2 separate regions of the Mus musculus genome follow, and region 1 is linked to region 2. A link is a contact called in public capture Hi-C data. All regions are on one chromosome and are shown on one strand. The core of a region is the stretch at or near the end of the contact, and the rest is flanking DNA. Distances in the headings are between cores, read along the strand shown.

Region 1 (2,700 bases), core at 118-2,617, 610 kb before region 2:
GCTGGCCAATTGAATTTAAGAGCAGGCCAGGGGCTGGACAGATGGCTCAGTGGTTAAGAGCACTGACTGCTCTTCCAAAGGTCCTGAGTTCAATTCCCAACAACCACATGGTGGTTTGCAACCATCTGTAATGGGATCTATGCCCTCTTCTGCTGTGTCTGAAGACAGCTACAGTGTACTCATATAAATAAAATAAATCTTAAAAAAAAGAAAATGAATTAACAAACAAACAAAAAAAGGAGCAGCCCAGATGGAACATGGTTAGTTATAAATTGTAGGGAAGTAGACACTAATATCTTAGAGGGTGGATATCTGCCCATCTCTAGTGCTTTAAAGGCTTATTATACATAATAAAAGTTGTGTGCTTTTTATCTGGGAACAGAGTGATCAAAGTGGAGTAGAACCCCCCTTTGAGATTAAATATTTACTACAACTCTTAGCTGCCGAGACACAACTGTTAGGTAATTTTACAAGAAGCATGTACAGTGACATTCCATGTTCCCATTTAACAAAGCTTGCTTAAGTGTAGCCGGCATATTCACCCTGAGTGGACTCAGGGAGCAGCTAGTGGCGGCCATAGGCAGGTACAGGGAGGACTGGAACCTTTCAAAGCTTTAATCTTTTATCAGCACTCCTGATTTTAAAAATGACGAGGGTCAATAACTCCACTCCTACTGAAAGTATAACGTAAAAACAAAATTCTAGGCCTTTAGGCCCAGGCTTGGGAATATGACCTCTGTGACTAATGCTCCAAGGTATGCTAATCATAAAACAGATAGCGACATTCATCCACCCACCCGCTTCCTGGGTTCAAAGAGTGTTCATTCAAAGAAAGTCAACCTGACCACTGCTGGAACCCGCTATGCAAATGTGCTATTGTTAGGGGCTCTTAGAAACTGTCTTGAGAGATAACCTGCACAATTACCAGGTATTCCTTGTGACTCTTGTGACTTTGCACTTCCTTGGGACTCTTAACCAACAACGCCCTCCCCACTTCCTTGAGTTGTGGTTTCTTCCTTTAAATACCCCCTTACCCAGCTACTTGGCGCGCCACGGTCCTCTACCCCTGCATGGTGTATGACCGTGGGCCCCCGAGATCACTCTTGAATAAAAATCCTCTTGCAGTTTGCAGCAAGACCATTTCTTATGAGTGATTTGGGGTGTCGCCTCTCCTGAGTCAGAACATGGGGGAGTCCTCACGTTGTGGGTCTTTCACTACCAAATGTCCTGGTAAGCCTGAGTATTGTAGGGTTTCATGGGGACCCAGACTTTTTAAATAAAGCTTCTAAGCATCTCAGCAGGACCAAGGCCACAGGCCTGCACCAGAGTGGGAAAACCAAATTTTAACTCTAAGGAATGTTAGGAATCTCCTGGTGGACCTTGGCCGGAAGTCCAACCCCAGCAGAGGAGCTATTTGTTTTTGATGACAGCTGGATCTGGGAGGATCAGTTTTCTTTAAGGGTGTAACTCCTGGTAGGTTGGCCAATTTCCAGGACTGGCCCCACACCCAACCATTTGAATAATGGAATTTGAACTAAAAAAGCTAAGAGCACAAGTTGGGTAAGGGAGGAAGGTAAAGGCAGAGGCAAGAAAAGTTGAAAGGTATAAATATGATCAAATACACTGTATAAAAATTTCAGGGAAGTCTTAAAATATTTTTAAATTGCTTCCCTCCATTTTTTACATTACTCTGAGGGTGTGCTTTACTCAAGATTGAAAGGCTTGATTGTGTTGTAGAAACTCATGGGTCAGAGAGAAGTGTTTACACGCTAGGTCACAAGTTGTCCTGAGCCTAGGTAGACACAGATAATTACTTTAGGAATCTGAGTGAAGTGTTAAAACTGAAGGTCCCATACAATTCTGGCGCTAAATAAGCACAGACTGGGTAGACATCACTGTTGTCCATCCACAGTGCTAGAAGTTTCCTGCCTCTGACTACTACCAACGGAAAATGAGCCACGCTCCAGGGTAAAGGCTCTGTGCAGGGTCGTCTTTTTTTCTTCTTCTTTTCTTTGCCTGGATTCCATGGGCTAGAGTTTTAGAATGAATAAAAAGGAGAAAGTGCGCTGATATACAGCTGCCGTTGCCACTGTTGCCACTGCCAGGCCTTCTGCTCCGTGATGGATGTACCCTCAGGGTGGGAACAACCCCCCTCTTATGTTACTTTTGTTGGGTATTTAATTACAGCAACATGAAAAGTAGCGATCAGATCACCAAGCACAGTGCCTTCTTTATTTTCTGACCAGACACCCTCATTTTTGCCCCTGAGGTCTTAGGCCTATTTTATCCTCTTTATTTGTCTCCACTGAAGTCACAGTAGGTGACATCCCAGGCAGATCTTAAATAAGACCTTGGAGGTCCAAGAATGCCCCATACTGGTTGTCTGCCGTGTGTGTGTGTGTGTGTGTGTGTGTGTGTGTGTGTGTGTGTGTGTGTGTCTGTCTGTCTGTCTGTCTAGTGTGTGTGTATGTCTGTCCCTGTGTGTGTGTGTGTGTGTGAGTGTGTGGGGCTGTCTGCCTAGTGGGGAAGGGCTGTTTGCCTAGTGTGTGTGTGTGTGGGGGGGCTATCTTCCGTGTATGTGTGAGAGAGAGAGAGAGAGCAAGCTAGAGAGCTGTCTGCCTAGTGGGGAAGGGCTGTTTGCCTAGTGTGTGTGTGTATGGGGGGCTATCTGCCGTGTATGTGTGTGTGTGTGTGTGTGTG
Region 2 (2,700 bases), core at 112-2,611:
CTGCATGTGGGATGGATGCCCAGGTGGGGCAGTCTTTGGATGGTTTTTCCTTCAGTCTCTACTCCACTCTTTGTCCCTGTATTTCCTTTAGACAGGAGCAATTCTGGGTTAAAATGGGTGGGTGGCTCCATCCCTCAACTTGGGGGGCCATGTCTAACTGGATATGGTCTTGACAGGTTTTCCCTCCCCTTTGTGGGGTATTTCAGGTAATGTGGGGTCCTGGGAGGCTCTTGCTTTCCTGGTATCTGGAACTTTCTGGTTGCTACCCCAGTTGTTTCCCCCAACCCCCATTGCTACACACCTCTGTTCAATTTCCTGACCCTTTGTACATCTCTTTCATCTCCTCCTGTACCTGATTCTGATCCCCTCTTATCTTCCTCCCAAGTCCTCCCAACCCTCTACTTCCCTTGATTGTTTTCTTCCCCCTTCTAAGTAGGACTGAAGCACCCACTCAAGATGTTTTAACGTTTAAGACAATGCATAAATGTAGCCACCAGTGGCCATGAGTTCCTGGGTTCCTGAAAGGAAAGCTGGGGATGGATGGGAAGGACAGTGAGAAATAATGAGCCAAGACAAAGTTCTTTGATCAAGGCTCAACTTTAACTCAAGTCTGAATTTTTAAAGGGAAGAAACTCATCCTCTACTTTGCCAGGATCTCATCAGGAAAACAAACTCAGCTGCTCAGCAGGTAGTGGTTTCTTGCAGGAAGCTACAGATGTGGCAGGACAATAGACTGCACCTAGGTTAGAAGACTCCACCCTAGGTGGGCTAGCAGACTGTGGCAAAACAAGGTCTGATTCAGCCTGCTCAAGGCTGGGGGGAGGGCACACTTCATTCCTTTTTATTTATTAAAAATTAGCTAGACTGGGATATAAGATTTACTTATGCTTCATGATCCTGCCTGGGAATTATGGTGGCTGGTGGCCTTGCCTGGCTTAGGACTGAGCCTAGACTCTTTCTTACCCATCCCAGAGGCCATGCACAGCTTGCTTGCTTGTGTTTATTTGCACAAACACGGCCTTTTAGTATTTATTATAAACAAACATAGCCTCTTGGCACATGCCTCTGTTTTAGGTTGATAAGAGTCATAGAATCATCAGTTGCCCATCTTTGACTGCCAGCCCTCATAGCACATCTTTTTCCCATTCAGACCAAAGTCAGAATACGTACTCAATGCATTTCTTCATACCGATGAATAACTGTCATAACCGAGCTTTGCTGAAGGCAAGCCTGTATGGAGGTAACCGATCTGCTTGAAATACAAAGTCAAAAGTTAAAAGCAACAGGATTAAGGTTGTCTATGGGGTTGTACCAAGCACTCAATTCAGTTGTAAATTAGCAACGTTCAAACACAAGGCCTGGCCTCCCAGTGTGGGGGATGTGGCTTTGAGAATCAACAGAAAAAAACTGTTACTTCTCAGGTATAGTGGAGGTTATGGTCCAAATTAACTGAACTGGCTGATTAAGATTTTTAGCTTGCTTCATAATTGGAATCATACTTACTAGAAGACTCAGGATCTGTGTCCACTTGACCAATTAATCATTCAGGCAGCCATCATGCTCTGTCTTCTTTTTGTGAAAAAACACAAACAGAACCTCTTTTTCATATTAAAACAAGGTCAGAACCACTCCATGTATTAGTTAGGGGGTCCCGCCATTTAACCATGGCATATGAGCTGGAAGTGACTGGATGCCAATGGCAATCTGCTGCAGGCTGACCTTTATCATCAGTTTGCAAAACATTAAAAAAAAAAAAAAGACTAAGACAAGACGTGCTTTTGGTGACCTTGGAGGGTATAATTCCCCCCCCCTTTGTTTTTTTAAAGAAAATATTCTTTTAAAGTTCCCTAATACCTTGTCCTTGAGAAATTATATCTATCTATCTATCTATCTATCTATCTATCTATCTATCTATCTATCTATCTATCTATCTATCTATCTCCATATCCCAGTAACATGGTTAACATTAAATTGTTGACAAAACATCTCAAATGCTTGACTGCAATAGCCAGCTCCATTATCTGTTTTAATCTGATTTGGAACACCAAGCATAGAAAAATAATGAAGGTAACGTCCAATTACATTTTTAGTTGCTTCTCCTGTTAAAGCAGTTGCAACTAGAAAGCCTGAAAAGGTATCAACAGTCACATGTGCATATTTTATTTTTCTAAAGTTAGAAATATGCGTATCCATTTGCAATAACTGATTAAGTATAAGTCCTCGAGAATTAACACCATTGTGTGGTACAGGTAGATACTGAGAACACCGAGAACAAGTCTTTACAATTGGACATGCACATTCTCTACAAATACCAAATTATTATCTCAAGCCGTTACTTGTGGTGATGTAAAGAATGAGATTATATGGCCAATTGTTCTTGTGTAAGGACTATAATCTGCCTGGGATACAAATCTGTTGGGGCACTGCCTTAAGGGGTCTGTCCAGGCAGTCCAGGATGAGTTCTTAAATGTCCAAGAACAGTCCTTTAAAGGAACAGTACTTTCTCTTAACTTGAGTTGGATATGCATAAACAATTGCAAAATTTGAGAATTCACAGTATCTAAAAACCATAACAATCTCCAGCAATTGTAAGCCCTGAGCTATATATATATTGGCTATCAGTATACAAATTAAAAGCTTGATTTTAACACTTTAAAAACAGTGAGTATAGCATGTAGTTCAATTATTTGTGCTGAAGTA

The links. Capture Hi-C pulls out chosen DNA fragments and counts their contacts.
Region 1: a contact with region 2 is called in a capture Hi-C map of embryonic stem cells, with 2.2 times the contacts expected there. The contact joins two enhancer-like sites. A contact is called at or near these places in 1 of 115 datasets of contacts at active chromatin or transcription factors (embryonic stem cells) and 1 of 9 other capture datasets (embryonic stem cells).

What each region holds. Positions count from the first base shown.
Region 1 is chr16:20,477,403-20,480,102 of GRCm38.p6, reverse strand. No RefSeq gene overlaps it. Among named protein-coding and RNA genes, the nearest start is that of Eif2b5, 20 kb to the left of the region's middle. Within about 2 kb of position 1,367, at least 74 of the 459 cell types and tissues checked have an H3K27ac peak or open chromatin away from gene starts, as enhancers often do. A contact at or near this core is called in embryonic stem cells, where this site is marked.
Region 2 is chr16:19,864,127-19,866,826 of GRCm38.p6, reverse strand. No RefSeq gene overlaps it. Among named protein-coding and RNA genes, the nearest start is that of A930003A15Rik, 19 kb to the left of the region's middle. Within about 2 kb of position 1,361, at least 3 of the 459 cell types and tissues checked have an H3K27ac peak or open chromatin away from gene starts, as enhancers often do. A contact at or near this core is called in embryonic stem cells, where this site is marked.